2 separate regions of the Triticum aestivum genome follow, and region 1 is linked to region 2. Evidence: chromatin contacts called from public Hi-C data. All regions are on one chromosome and are shown on one strand. Each heading gives the region's core, a stretch centred on a gene start, on an enhancer-like site or on the middle of the called end of the contact. The rest is flanking DNA. Distances are from core to core; before and after follow the strand shown. Region 1 holds the start of LOC123181574. Region 2 holds the start of LOC123181572 (probable protein phosphatase 2C 72).

Region 1 (7,608 bases), core at 2,854-5,353, 390 kb before region 2:
GAGCTCCGTTATGACCGGTCGAGGTTGCAGCTCGCCGCGAGCCCGTAGCAGCTCGCCGGCGACCGGTTGCAGCATCCGCCCCTGCCCCCCGTGCTGGATCTCGCCGCCGGAATTCACAGAAACCCGTGCCGGGTCGCAGCTCGGCCTTGATGGATGTAGCAAAACATTATGCCGGTTGTAGCAAAAAACCATGCTAGTTGTAGCAAAACCGCGACGCCGGCTGTGTGTTGTAGCAAAACGTGACGCTAGTTGTAGCAAAATGCTATGCCAGTTGTAGCAAAAATCTATGCCGGTTGAAGCATGTAGCAAAACTGCAGCATTTTATCATCTTCTTCCACCTCCAGCCGTCGCTGGTTGAAGCTTTCTTATTTTCATAGTGTCTAGTTGTAGCTTTCTCTCTCAATGGTTGGAGCTTTTTCCAACAACCGTTGAAGCTTTTCTACCAAAAGTTGTAGCTATTTTCTTTTTAGCAGCACTTGGTCAAGGCTTTTTGTGTCGTTTCGGTTGAAGCTTTTTTAATCGAAGGATGTAGCATTTCATGTCAACGGTTGTAGCTTTCCGGCGACGGCGCTGACCGCTTGTGGCTTTCTCTACATCCGGTTGAAGCTTTTCATCTAGGGGGATGAAGCTTTTTTTTAAACGGTTGCAACATGAGGGGGTGCGACGATTCTGCAGAAGCCTTCCGGTGTCGACCATCGCCGCCCGGCTCGTCGGCGGCGAGGCAGAAGCACGAGACGTGTGGGAGTTGCAACCGCCGGGGATGGGGATTGGTCAACGGGCTGCATCCAATGGCGAAACGGGCTGTAAAGCATGGCGGGGTGAGATCTACATCCATGGACGCGCGGGGATTCGACCTTCCATGACCGACGGCGAGATGTGGGCGCCGGCGCTGCAGGAGATGAGGATGGGGCGAGATCCGCGGAGCTGCGAGACAGAAATGAGGCGAGATTCGCGAGATCCGCAACGCCACGTGGTTGCTCCCGACTGGGTCGCGGCGTGCGCGCGTGGACTGGACCGGCCGAAGCTTCGGCCGGTGCCCCGGCCCCAAGCGTTTCCCTTAAAATTTTGGGAAAATGCTAAGTGCACAAATATTCAACTCCTCAAGTTTTGAGGGTCAATTTGAGGAGTTTAAGTTTAGGGGTCGGGCTAGAGACGCCCTTGGCCAGTGTTAATCTCTTGAAAACTAGCCTTAGACAACTTTCTCAACAACTGTTACATATTCAGCTCCAAATTGAGACCCACATAAGTGAATGTAGCCCATTATAAAACACCGAGTTTTTTTTGCTAAGAACACACACTTGTTTGTGTATTTTGGCATGAATATCCGCGTGCCTTGTGACTAAAATTCACTTTCAGTTTTGCTATAACCATATCATCATCATTCTTTTAACTCTAGCACTTTAAAATGTGATTTAAACGCGAATGATTCAGGTGTTATCTTACACAGCTATAGAGAACAATATCGCCCAACTTAATTTTTTGATTATTGGTGTATGGAAAACAACCCTTGATCATGAGTGCTACTTGAGAATATAGTATCTGCACACCAGAAACCACCATCCACCCCCTTTCCTCACCCCTCCTCGGAGGCACAGCCAGAGAGGCGACAAGAACAAGGCTTGCTATTTTATCTTCTCTACCATTTGGTTACATTGTTTTCAGATCACTTTGCCGCCAAGTAGGACTTGTATATACAAAGAGATAGCAAACTCTTACCGCATAACTCATGATATAATTGTCTTACACAGATGATTAAACAAACTTCTCACATGCCAGGATCCTCATCCGTACTACTTCAAGAAAGACAATAGTATTATTCATTGTTTCCCGCAAAAAAATATAGTATTATTCATTGTAGACAGTAGAATTATTCACTACACTGTAGCACCACGGTTGAAGCAAAGGATACAGAGTACCATCCTTTTCATGGAGTAAAAAGGAATAAAAGTTGTATGTGGATAGGCATGCTGAGAGATTCTGTGCCTTAATCGAACACCAGAAGAACTGTCCAAGAATTAAGTGCTTCCAACAAAAAAGATTGTAATTACATGGTTACGTCAAGAAAAGCCTCAGTAATGTTCATCTCAGTTTCAAATGAACAGTGATCTAGCTGCAGGGCTTGCAGCTGCGGGTTTGAAACAGTAGCTAGTAGATTAACATTTACCAGCAGATGGAGACAGTCGAAGGATTGACATTTACACGGTGGATCACTTGGAGCGGGCGATTTCAAGAGACCATTTGAGGATCAGTTCAATGCTGCCTGATTTTGTCTCTGCGGACAGGTCACTACCTGAGACATACTACCTTCATGCTGAATTCTTTCCCGTCTGCAGGTAGTGAAGCAAGAAAGCAAAAAACTCATTCGGTCTGCAGGTACTGAAGGCAGAAGAAGAACACAGAAGTTGGCAGTAGTCAGAAGCAACAAACCAGCATCTCATGGTCACCCATTATTTCCTCGATCACCTCAGCAAGAACCTTCTCTGCGCTGTTGGGAACAAGTGCTGCGAAAGCGGCTTGTTCCAACCCTGAACAGTGAGCAACAGCTCGTCAGTTTGATGACACACGGCCTGAGATAAAGCTTCCACACTAGAATTTATTTCGTCACACAGTCTTTTGTTTGAGTGTGTGGAAAGACGCTGTTTTTTCTCTTACAGTTTCTGAATTTCCTTTGACCTAGGACTAAGGAACTAGTACCTGTTTCTGGGAAGGCGTTGATGAACATCATCATCTCCTCACCGGTCAGACCAGAAAAGATGCATATTCTCTGCGGAGATTTCATAATCTGTGAACCGAACACGCATGTTAACTAGCGATCCACGGTAAAATTTAAGGCTATGAAAGAAGTGATTGAAGGCATTTGGCAAGGCTGTTATTTCAGCACAAGAGTGTAAGTAAGGGCAGTAAAGACTGAAAATGTCATGTTTGCAAGTGTTGTTACCTTGACAGCTTCTACATTAGGCTGCTCAGTGTGCATAGCATCCCACAAAGTTTGTTTCGTCATTTCTTCTGTACAATGAATCACCTGACGCAAGAACAAGTTTGGCTGAACTATCAGGATCGCATGACAAACATTCTACAGTATTTTCGTCTCACATGTTTGTTTCTGAATGAGAGTAAGCTTTCGCTACTCCATTTCAGTGGTTTTTTTTCTAGACTCATTTCTTGATCTTATTCCTTACTGTAATCGAGAAGACGACTATTTTTTTAACGGTGGAGAAGACTCGTATTTGTTCAATCTCTATTCTTCTGCAGTTAAATGTACCGAACCTGTTCCTTTCTCTGTAAACTTCTGTTACAGCAGGCGCAAAACTTAATTACCTTGAGGAAATCACCGTCCAGCTCCTTTAGGAACTCCTGAATCTGCTCTAGTTACGAAAATTCACAGGAATTACTTGTAAATTACGTTCTATCTGTCAATATCGGCATGCAAGCATCACGCGGGTTCAAACAATCCTGTGAACCGAATACCTTGACGGTCTCGCTTTTATCGAATCCGATGAGCAACAATGCCTGAAATGGGGTCACAATTCAGTGACACTGATCTCAGCATTTCGAAGTAAACAAAATCACTATATTTCACCGGCAACAGAAGCTATATGTATATGCAGCGGGGGCGTGGAATAACACTCTCTTGTAACGCGCAACTGGCGGCGACTCACCGGCGGTCCGTACATCGGGTCCTCGGCGTTCAGCGGCACGAACTTGGAGTCCTCTGCTACAAGCTCCGCCGGGGATCCTAGGACGACGGATGCGCGTCAGATGTGCGGAAGGAAACCGGGAATATTGCAGGTGCGTGGCGGCGCGCGCGCACCTTCGGGAGGCAGCGACGATCGGAGCAGGGGCAGGCGCCATATTCTCCTCGGCGACGGCGACGGCTGCGCCGCGACGGATGCGGGGGTGCGGGGCGAGACGCGGCAGGAGGGTACTAAGGGTCTGGGCAGGATTTGGCGGTGGAGGACGGGGGCGGACGGCGAAGTCATCGGCGCCGGCGGCGAGGACGACGGCGACGTTATCCTTGTGTGTTTGTGTGGTTTTGTACGTGGTCTATGTTCCGTCAGGGTTTCGTCTGAAGCCACGTCTAGCAAAACGGCAGAAACAACAAATTTGACCCGTGGACGAAAAAATATCACGAAAAAAATTCATCCGGCTGACCTTTTGTGTAGCGCCCGTTAGGAGACACACTACACTGTACAACGCTCACGTCTAGCCGGCATCGCACTCCAGACTGCCTGAAAAATGCTACATCAATGTGTAACGCCTGAGAGCTAGACGCTACACTATGCAGTGTAAGCGTCGCACTAGTGGCACGACACATTGTAGTTGACTAGGCGTGTAGGGCGTGGGAGCCAGACACTGCACAGTGTAATGTGGTGTCTAACTGTCTGGCGATACACAAAAAGATCAGCCGGATGAAAAAATTTCGTCACCGGTTCATTTTGTGATATTGTTACGTCCACAGGTTAGAAAAGTGAATTTTGCTTAGCAAAACTCAGACGGGCTGTAAATTTTGCTGCGGTGCCCGAGACGTCTAACCAAATAGATCCTTAAAACTCGTCACCTAAAAATTTACGACGGGTTTAGAGGACCCGGCCTTTTTTTTGGAAAAACTCCAATCTATTCGTCAACCGTCAAGATAGTACAAAGAATATCAGAAGTAAAAAATACATTCCGGTTCATAGACCACCTAGCGACGACTACATACACTGAAGCGAGCCAAAGGCGCATCGGGCGTCATCGCCCCTCTCACATCGGAGCTGGGCAAACATTGTTGTAGTAGACAGTCAGAAAATCATCATGCTAACGCCCCATAGGACCAACGCACCAGAACAACAACCACCACCGATGAAGAGAAACATAGATCAGAAGTATCCATCCTGTAGACACACGAATATAGAAGAACGAAGACCGGGTCCACGTGGATCCACCTAAGACAAACGCCGACCGAATCCCATGGTATCTACGAGATCCGTCAGAGACAAACCTTCACACGCCCTCCAACGATGCTAGAAACACCATCAGAACAGGGGCTAGGTGGGAGGACCTTATTCCATCTGCAGAGAGCCGCCTCTGCCTCGCATCTCTAAGTAGGACACAAACCCAAACAAAACTAAAAAAAAATCAGAAAACGAAGCCCTCCCGCCGACAAGGACCGAGATCCACCGCGCCTCCATGGTCCTAAGACCACAAGAGACAAGGTAGACCGGTGACGACGCCGGTGGGAGGCAGGAGAAACCGTAGCATAGGGTGCAGGCTACGAGCGACAGGCTGCCGCCGTGCGTGGTGCGCCGTTCACGTACTAGAGGACCTGACCTTGTGGTAGCGTAAAAAAATCATAGGGCAAATATTAACAAGTGCTTGCATATAGATGCATGAAATATATATACACGTAGTCTCATTAGTTCATCACATTCAAGATCATATGCAACATACGAAGTAGCAAGTTTAGCCGTACAAAATGCGGGAACAAGAAAAAAACATGATCGAATGCATGAGGAAATCAAGCAACTCCTCATTGTTGCGAAGATCGTCGCCACCATCGCGGGTGCTAGCACCTCCATCTTCAACAACTTAGACCGGAGAATGAGCACCACCATTATTATGAACATCGTTTGCCGAAGCACCACCACCACCACCTCCATCACCGTTGCCAAAAGCTTCACCACCACCACCACCCCCAATGCCGAATCCAACAACACCTCCAAACCCACCTCCACCACCATTTCCCAAGCCGCCACCACCTCCAAAACCACCAATGTTGAAGCCACCACCACTGACATTGTCAAATGCAAACCCCCCTCCAAACCCCACACCACCACCTGCATTACCCAACCCATTGGCCATAAGACTTCGAAGCTCCATCTTTCTCCGACACATGATCTTCATTCTTCTCAATTCCCAAAATTGTTTTGTCATTGCATCCATGCTCTCCGAATTCATCAACACGAACCTGTCCTCCTCGGTGTGTTGGGAAACGTATCATGCAATTTCAAAAAAATTCCTACGCTCGCGCAAGATCTATCTAGGAGATGCATAGCAACGAGAGGGGGAGAGTGTGTCTACATACCCTCGTAGATCGGAAGCGGAAGAGTTTGACAACGCGGTTGATGTAGTCGAACTTCTTCTCGTTCCGACCGATCAAGCATAGAACGTACGACACCTCTGAGTTATGCACACGTTCAACTCGATGATTGTGACGCCCCCGATTCAATCGTACACTAATCATACACGCAAATGTGTACGATCAAGATCAAGGACTCACGGGAAGATATCACAACACAACTCTAGACACAAATTAAAATAATACAAGCTTTATATTACAAGCCAGGGGCCTCGAGGGCTCGAATACATAAGCTCGAATATACAAGAGTCATGTGGGTAGCGTATTCGGGTTCGTCTCATTTTTCTGAGCAACTTTAGTGCAGAAAACATTTTCATCGGAGTTACGATTTATTTTCTATGAATTTTCAACGATTAAAGCATTTTTGGAATTATTTAAATGAACAGAATTAACAGAAAAGGAAAAATGACATCAGCATTGCGTGGGGATGATGTCAGCAGTCAACAGACTCGCTGACCAGGTCAAAACTGACCTGTGGGACTAGTGGGACCCACATGTCATAGACAGAGAGTTAACAGACTTCAATTTATTTAAACAGAGTTAAATAAGGGGGTGGGCCCCAGGTGTCAGTGGCTGCTTAGGTTAATTAAACATTTTAAATTACACCAAAGTTAATTTGTGGGTGGGACCCGCCTGTCATTGACAAGGGGTGCCCAGTCAGCAGAGTTGACTGAGTCAACTCAGTCAACAAGGCCCCACGGGCCCACGGTCAGTGGCTCAGGGAGCGGGCCCCAGGCGTCCTCGTCAGCCCACGCCGGCGCTGGTGACCGGAGTAACTCCGGCGGGCCGTTTCGCGGCGGCGCATCGTCAGTGATGTTCGGAAACAGCCGTCCGGGGTTAATTTGACGCGCGAGAGGCGCCGTTCGGATGCGGTGAACGAGCCACGTCGAGTGGCGGCAGCGGCAGCAGCTGGGGAGGCTGGAAAGGGCGCCGGCGATGAGTTGCAGCGATGGCGGCTTGGCTCGGGTGTGCGACGGAGATGGCGAAGCAGCGCGCTACGGAGCGAATGGAAAGGCTGGGGAGGATCCCCGTGGTGCGGCGAGTCCAACGGGCTTGAGCCCGTGACCAAATGGTGATCGGAGCCTCGCCGGCGGCGAGCTCCGCGGCAATGCGTTCGGGCGCTCATTGGGGACGGCGCTAGGAGGCACGGGAGGGGGCATGCGCGTGCGTGTTGGGCTCATGGGAATACCAGGAGCACGACGGAGGCCTCAGGCGAGCGTGACAAGGGCTATGGCCACAGCCACAAGCTCGTCGGCGGCGAACAGAGCTCGGGCGCGGCAGCAGCTAGCTACGGCGCGTGAAGAGGCTAAAAGGAGGGGAGCAGGAGACGGAGGAGTTCACCTAGCGGCACGCACGGTGGCCCTTGGAAGGTTAGGAGTAGCAGGAGCGTCGGAGAGGAGGAAGATCGCCGGCGACCGAAGCGGAAGGGGGCGGCTCGATCCGCGGCCTGCGGTGCTCCTCGAGCTCGATGGCGAGGCATAGTCGAGGTA
Region 2 (7,617 bases), core at 3,593-6,092:
GCCACTTTTATGACATCACAGATGGCAGCTTCTTTTGGCCATTTGTCGGAGGTACATCGTCAGGCTGTTTTGTGATCTCCGTCGTTTTGTTAGGGTACGCCTGGTGGAAAAAGTTGCTTGGTCCCTGAACTCACAGTGAAGGCAAGTCATAAGATGGTGAGAAGCTCATCATTCTGAAGGTGGCAAATACTTTTGCTTCTCTGGCCTCCAGTAAGGAGCAAGCCCTCAAAGGGCAGAGGTGTGCCTGTTGGGTTAGGGAGAAACTCTATGTGTGTTCATGTTTTGTAGTAGTAGATAACAGAGTGAGTAATATGCTGTGATGTTTCATTGCCATAAATTATACAAGTACGTCAGTTCATCTGCTTTTTAATAGATTGGCACCAGATTTGGCTGTTCTTGGCAACAGAAAACCGATGCTGCAAAATCTTAGGTTTATCATGCTTGCTTTCCAAACGATGTGACAAGAACCGTTCAATATATGTGCAAGTTCACATGTGACATGTCAACAGAATAACGTCGTACATCGTGTTGATCAGAGCTCAGCAGATTAAGGCATCAAGAAAGCAACCTGCTACATGTCCACGATTAGCCAGCCTTGAGATGCAGCACTTTGTGAGGGGCTAAACAAAATGAAATGGTGATGAGATGAACTATTATCACAAGACGATCCGGAGAATGTACACTAAGAATAATCTAATCTTATACCTTGCCGCTATCAGTACACTAGTAACCAGGTTGAATCTAAAAGGTTTTTTTTTCTTGCGAGAACGCACAGGAAACGCGCTACACTTGACCGTGGCTGCTGCTCTTGTCTTCTTCTCCATTTCTTTTCTGGCCTTCGTGTCTTCTTGACTCCAGTGAAAGGCTAGGAACCTGAGAATGGAGCAAGGGAATTTGCTGGGAGGGCAACGCCGCCACCTCGCAGAGAAACTGTGGGACGGCTCCAGGCATCCATGGCTATGGCATTCGAATCGAAAAATACCACAACGACCGTTATATCATCATGAAAGTGGCGCCTCACTCCACGGTCAATTTTCTTGAGATCTGAATACCGCATCTCCCTCTTCTTTGCTGCTTCCTGCATTGCAGCCTTCACTAGCTTTCGAGCAATCCCCTGAAACATACAAGTTACGATAACATTAACAAAATAAGAAAACAATGATGTTCTACGAAATGAATGAAGGAACACAAGACTCTAGTAGAATATGAGAACAAGATTGTTTAGATATAATGAAGCTGGGTCCTACTACATGGTCTGTTTGCAAACTGAAATGTGAAGTGAGATTCAGTAACATGTCTACATTGGTTAGTTGGTGAGGTGACAATCCCCATAGTTCAGGAAAGGTGTGATTAATATAAATGAATCAGTTGTAAAGTAGCTCATTCACAATGCTTCAATGCAGAATGCAGATGTTGAAGAGATCTAAAAATGGTTCCCTCGAAAAAAAACAAGTCAGCTTTTGTCATTCTGATGATACTGAATCGGATCAATATTTGGAATAACAATATCTGATCTATCAAATCGATTCATCATCGAGAATGGAGGAGCTTTGAAGATAATAACTTCTACAAAATATCTCCTCAATAAGCGACCAACCAGGCATTTGCAGACTGAAGTTTAAGCATGTAACCTTCAATTCAGCGAAGTGACATGAAAAGGGGACATACATAAGCAACAATATAACCTATACCACATTAGGCAGACATGACCTAATCCAGGACCGGCAGAGAAACACAAAATTCTAGGGACTAAACCACTGTTGTTAACAACATTTTGCTACAGACAAATTTAAGTACCTAAAACACCAACAACTGCGGAGGTGCTACAAAATCAATAACTTGGTGCCATTTAAGTCGGTTGCAACCATCGTGGCAGGCGAACAAAATCTAATATACCGTAGCATGATAATATGTCTATATTATGTACTTGCAGAACTGTTACATGTTAACAGAACTTAGAACGACTTCTAAAGATGTTCATATCTAGTGTTCCCTTAATTCCTTATAAGAAAGAAAATATGTCCACTTACCTCAACAGAAACATCAACCAAAGAACGATGAAATTACTACAAAAGCAGAAATACGTACTTTGTTGTTCGGAAAAAGAATGCATGAACTAGCACTTAGCTTTCAAAGAACCCAGTAACAGAAACTAAACATAAGATAAGAACACATACATTACGAGGACTACTGTGGACTAGCTCAACAGCTTTCTGGTTACTAAGATGCTCCCAGAGTCCATCAGATGCAAAAATGATGAACTGATCAGTTAACTGTATTTGGTGTACAGTAATTGCTGGCTCAGAACTAAGAAGCGGTCTCCGGAAAGTTTCTGGAAGCCGAAACTTGCTATGCAAAGGTTCTCTGTTGAATTCTGGTCTCTTCAGATACACATCTCCAATGGACCTTGTTATCTGCAACACATTATCCTACCATGTGAGATACACGGCAGAAGCAATTGCATGGCATTTGGGAAGGGACTAAGCAGTAACGCTATGCAAGAGACAACAGCAGATTAAAGTGATTCATCTAGGAAATGCACATGGCCATATTGTAGAACACCTCATATCTGTTTTAAGAAACACAGGCGTACATAATAATTTATTTGCGGGATCGACATCAAGGGAAATGCATTCAACAGCTGAATATGGTATTTGTCTTGGCTAATACCTAATTACAAGACTCAGACCGTTGCATTATTGCAGATTGTATACACAGGTAAAAAAATAGCCAACAAGAACACCTACGTATAGTTGATAACTGAGAATTTGCCTAATGTAAAAACATGCAGCAACAATTCTAACAGAAGCATGGGGACACAGCATTTAAACGCAGTTATGGTTATAATGAAAAGTTAAGCCTAATGTCTGAAGACTGTATAAAGCAAGCTATGGATCACATGCCAGTTGCAATTTTTGAACTCCGGACATTTACCTGAATAATACCCTTCACACGCCAAACATTGTGCTTCAGGATCACAATGTGGGGATCATCAGGATGCATTGCCTGCATCTCTCGCCTAACCTCCTCGAAGGATGCATTATGTTCTGCTGAGAGTTGCATAGCCACAACCTCTCCAGTTCCCTTGACAAGTCTCCCCAGAATAGCACGGGAGTCCCCAACATTTGCAACATAGAGAGTTCCAGCACAAATCACACCAACTAGACAGCAAGAGCCTACCGCTGCTAATTGCGGCCTCACCGACCATTGATTACTGACTAGAGAGAGAAATCCCTCCTCGGTCGCTCGGAAAGCCTTCCGAATTACTTCCACTGACATGCATTTCTGCTCAGATGCATATCCTGAAAAAGGAAGTTCATCATGTGAGGGAACTAATGGAGATTGCCATGTAGTTCAAACATATCATAATATGACGCGAAGGTGAGTAAACGACACTATCATTTATTCACTCTACAGTCAACAATAAATGCGCTTCCATTATATTTGGACTTTTGGAGTAAAATAAATCAACCAAGGATCGAATATAGTATAAACTAGGTGATTGCTCTGAACAAAACAGCATTTAAATTGCGCTTGTTTGTTCTCTGTATTACTACAAGTAGAACCATATCCCATGCAATGCAGGCATCCAATAAATATCTACTTCCATGGAAAAATGGCTGAGAACAATCAGCATCAATTGCAGACACTTGCAGGTCTAGCAATGGGAAACGATACACCTATGGATCGTATAGCATAGCTGGACTGACATTTGATGTAAAATCCTTTCTAGGTTTTTTTTTGCGGGTGAAAATCCTTTCTAGTTTAAGTTCTACAACAGGAGAGCCGCAGCAACGGTTGAGGTATTACCCTTCAGATGGTTGAACATGTGGTCATTGATGTAGCGTGCCGTCTCCGGTCCACCATGGCCATCATAGACGCCGACGAAGGTGCCCTGCAGGTCGGGATCCGTGGTGCTCAGCGACCCGGATTCCACCTGACTGTGGTCCTCCAGCAGGTTATTGGCCTGGACCACGGCCATCGAGAACTCGCCGGCGACGAGCTGCCCTGCGTCCTTGTACCACAGGAGCCCGTCCTGCCGGCCGGCCGCATCCACCCCCTTGCGAGGGCGCCCGTCCGGCGACGACGTCGGACCCCAGCAAGATCTCAGGTAATCCATCGTAGACAATAGCATCCCTCATCTCCGCCACCTCCCCATCGCCCGCTGCCTCACAAAAGCCATGTCTATTCGCCTTCTCTCCCGATATCCTCTCCCCTTTCCTTCGCCTCGCCAAATCTGCCATCGAAGCCAACCAACACAAACACCAAGATCAAGAGCCCGATCAATCCACGGCAGACGCTGCGCGATCGAAGGGGGAGAGATCGCCAAGAACATCCACACTCTACACGCATTGAAGACGAGGGACCAAACAAGAAAAGAACAACTCACCTTTTTCTTGGATGGATAGCTTCCTGCCGAGCCGCGCGCCCAGATTTCCTGCGATCTCGCGACGAGGGAGGGGCGGGCTTGGATCTGGAAACCAATCGATCTCGAGCAAGCGGAAGATTGGGTTTTGGTGGAACGGGTGGGCTCCTCTACGGGATCCAGACGAAGCAACCGCGAAGCTGAGGCGGAGAGACTAAAATAAGATGCGCTTTTCCGCTCTCCTTTTCGGTCTCCCTTCTCGCGGTGCCAAATTTTGCAGGCAGGCAGGCAGGCCCGATCGACGAGCAGATCAGGGAATCTCTCTATCTTCTCCGCTCCACAGCAAAGAGAGAGAGAGAGAGAGGACTAGCAAGCAAGAGAGAAGACGAACAAGGCAACCCAAGGAGAGAGCGAGGGGGGGTCGGGGCCAGCAAGGCAATGGCAAAGGCGATAGGACCTAATTTCATTCCGGGGTGGTGACTATTTCGTGGAATGCTTCCATTAATCTCTCCCCTGTTTTCTCTGACTGCCTTTCTTATCATACACACGAAGAAAAAGGCTTTTTGTTTATAAACTATAAAAAGAAGCATGATACAAATCAAACGTTCACACGTACACACTGACGATCACCTCTACAAACGCAGGTACCTATACTCTATTCATGTGGGCACTTGTTCAAAAAATGATTTTGCCGTAATCATGTGTTGTGTATACTGTGTTTTGAGTTATATATGCATATGTACATGCAGTGTTGGGCCCTGGGCACTGGACGTGTCATCACTGGTTCTCGAAGATGAAGTCATACACCTATCAAATCTGAAGAGTCTAGGTTAGGTCATACGGTGCAAGAAGATCAAGGCGGATAACACAAGGGTTATAAAAGGTACTCAATGAAAGGGGAGACACATTCGACATCTTCTCAAGCTCTAGACTAGCTTTACAATAGATTTGACCAGACACACGTCTCGGTCGTCCATCGATGTACTCGACGAATTAGCGTCCAACCCCGTCGGAAACCACATTGTGTTCCTCCATTGTAATATCTCTTGAGACAATCTTGCATGAGCAGGAGTATGATGTTACCCCCTCATGAAGGCTCAAACATGGATTAAATATATGTTATATATGTTTGTCCCACGACCAAGGTTACATTCTACTACCGAACATATCAACATGCAACTATCATCCCGATGTTAGGTACTTTGCCTAGTACCCTTATAATTGTGCCGTTTGTGAGGATCTCGCATTGCCAAATCAGAACTACAACATCAACATCATCTTGATCGACATCGTCGTCATCTGCTTCGACGAGGTATGCATCTCCATCAACGTCGTCTCTGCCGACTTCATCTTCATCACCAACATCTCATATAGGAAATACGCTAGTCACGCCAATTGATTCATGTCTCCACTGAGTCTGATATCATCAACGACTTCTCATTTAGAGCCATGTCGACCTCTAGTTCGACCAACAACTTTCCCCCCACATGGTATGACCCAGATTACCTTGCCTACTTCACTGAGATCGGCTGTATGGATCGCCGATGACCTACGTCGACTATATCGGTTGGGTGGATTGTTCGAAATATGCCCTAGGCGCAATAATAAAATGGTTATTATCATATTCCCCCTTCATGATAAATGTTTATTATTCATGCTAGAAATTGTATTGAGCGGAAACTTAAATACATGAGTGGATACATAAACAACACCATGTCCCTAGTGAACCTCTACTAGACTAGCTCGTTGATCAAAGATGGTTAAGGTTTCCGAATCATAGAGATGAGTTGTCATTTGATAACGGGATCACATCATTAGGAGAATGATGTGATGGACAGACCCAACCGTAAGCTTAGCATCTAATCGTATCACGAAGTTCACTTTGCCGTAACTTTCTTAACGCACTACGAAAAAATAAACTTCTGTGATGATACGTGTTTGTCACAGTAGGTCACGTTTTCTGTCATGCATGTATATCCATGACGATTTTATGACAGAATCAAGATAGTCATACCTGAGTTATCGTAGAAGTGTTCCATGACATTACCAAAATTATCATCACGGAAGTGTCCACTTCCATGACGATAAATGCCGCGTCATGGAAGTGCTTTCGTCAAGAGTGACCGACACGTGGCATCTACCGTAACGGGTCGTCGTTAAGCTGTCGGGTCCAGTTTTGGATCCGATAACCCGCTAACAGCCACGACCAATGCCGATTTTCCACGTGTAAAATTCTCATTGGCTGACGGAACCACGTGTCAGCTCCGCGTTGGCATAGGTGTCACTCATCCAATGGGCGAGATGCACCTATAATATGTTGACACGTGGACGGGCCCAAAAGTGACCTATAAAGATTAAATGGGTCGGACCAACTAAAGGTTGAGGGAGTCCTGGACTAAGGGGTCCTCGGGCGTCCGGCCTGTTAGCCATGGGCCGGACTGATGGGCTGTGAAGACATGAAGACCGAAGACTGCACCCGTGTCTGGATAGGACTCTCCTTAGCGTGGAAGGCAAGCTTGACGACCAAATATGTAGATTCCTTTCCTTGTAACCGACCTTGTGTAACCCTAGATCTCCCCGGTGTCTATATAAACCGGAGGACTTAGTCCGGAAAGAGGGACCCATGACCATAGTCATACAGGCTAGACTTCTAGGGTTTAGCCATTACGATCTCGTGGTAGATCAACTCTTGTAATACTCATATCCATCAAGATCAATCAAGCAGGAAGTAGGGTATTACCTCCATAAAGAGGGCTCGAACCTGCGTAAACATCGTGTCCCCTGTCTCCTGTTGCCATCGACCTTTTTAGACGCACAGTTCGGGACCCCCTACCCGAGATCCGCCGGTTTTGACACCGACATTGGTGCTTTCAGTGAGAGTTCCACTGTGCCGTCCCCAAAAAGGTTCGATGGCCCCTTCAATCGTCAACGATGACGCTGTCCAAGGAGAAACCTTCCTCCCCGGACAGATCTTTGTGTCCGGCGGCTTCGCACTGCGGGCCAACTCGTTTGGCCACCTGGAGCAGATCAATAGCTACGCCCCTGGCCATCAAGTCAGATTTGGGAGCTTGAATTACGTTGCGGACATCCGTGGAGATTTGATCTTCACCGGATTCGAGACCGCGGCGACCGCTCCTGGTCACCTTGACGAACATGACCTAAATCTGTCGTCAGACCACATCCAGGAGATAGCTCCTGTGACCCCTCTGGCCTTAGATCCAGAGCACACCGCGGCATCCCAGGATCGGAGG

What was found. A called contact is a pair of places that touch in the nucleus more often than the background predicts.
Region 1: a Hi-C map of an unstated tissue shows a contact between it and region 2, with 7 times the contacts expected there. The contact joins the promoter of LOC123181574 here to the promoter of LOC123181572 in region 2. A contact is called at or near these places in 3 of 5 Hi-C or Micro-C datasets (leaf and an unstated tissue).

What each region holds. Positions count from the first base shown.
Region 1 is chr1D:297,745,511-297,753,118 of IWGSC CS RefSeq v2.1, reverse strand. LOC123181574 reads right to left here and starts at 4,103. Exons shown (of 6, transcript XM_044593869.1): 1 at 3,812-4,103; 2 at 3,660-3,736; 3 at 2,939-3,022; 4 at 2,695-2,782; 5 at 2,428-2,525; 6 at 1,713-2,327. The coding sequence starts at 3,980. The coding sequence ends at 2,307.
Region 2 is chr1D:297,353,185-297,360,801 of IWGSC CS RefSeq v2.1, reverse strand. LOC123181572 (probable protein phosphatase 2C 72) reads right to left here and starts at 4,842. Exons shown (of 5, transcript XM_044593866.1): 1 at 4,391-4,842; 2 at 3,811-4,237; 3 at 2,935-3,302; 4 at 2,178-2,414; 5 at 622-1,114. The coding sequence starts at 4,135. The coding sequence ends at 866. It overlaps LOC123181571 (putative magnesium transporter MRS2-G), which reads left to right. Exons shown (of 4, transcript XM_044593865.1): 4 at 1-410. The coding sequence ends at 128.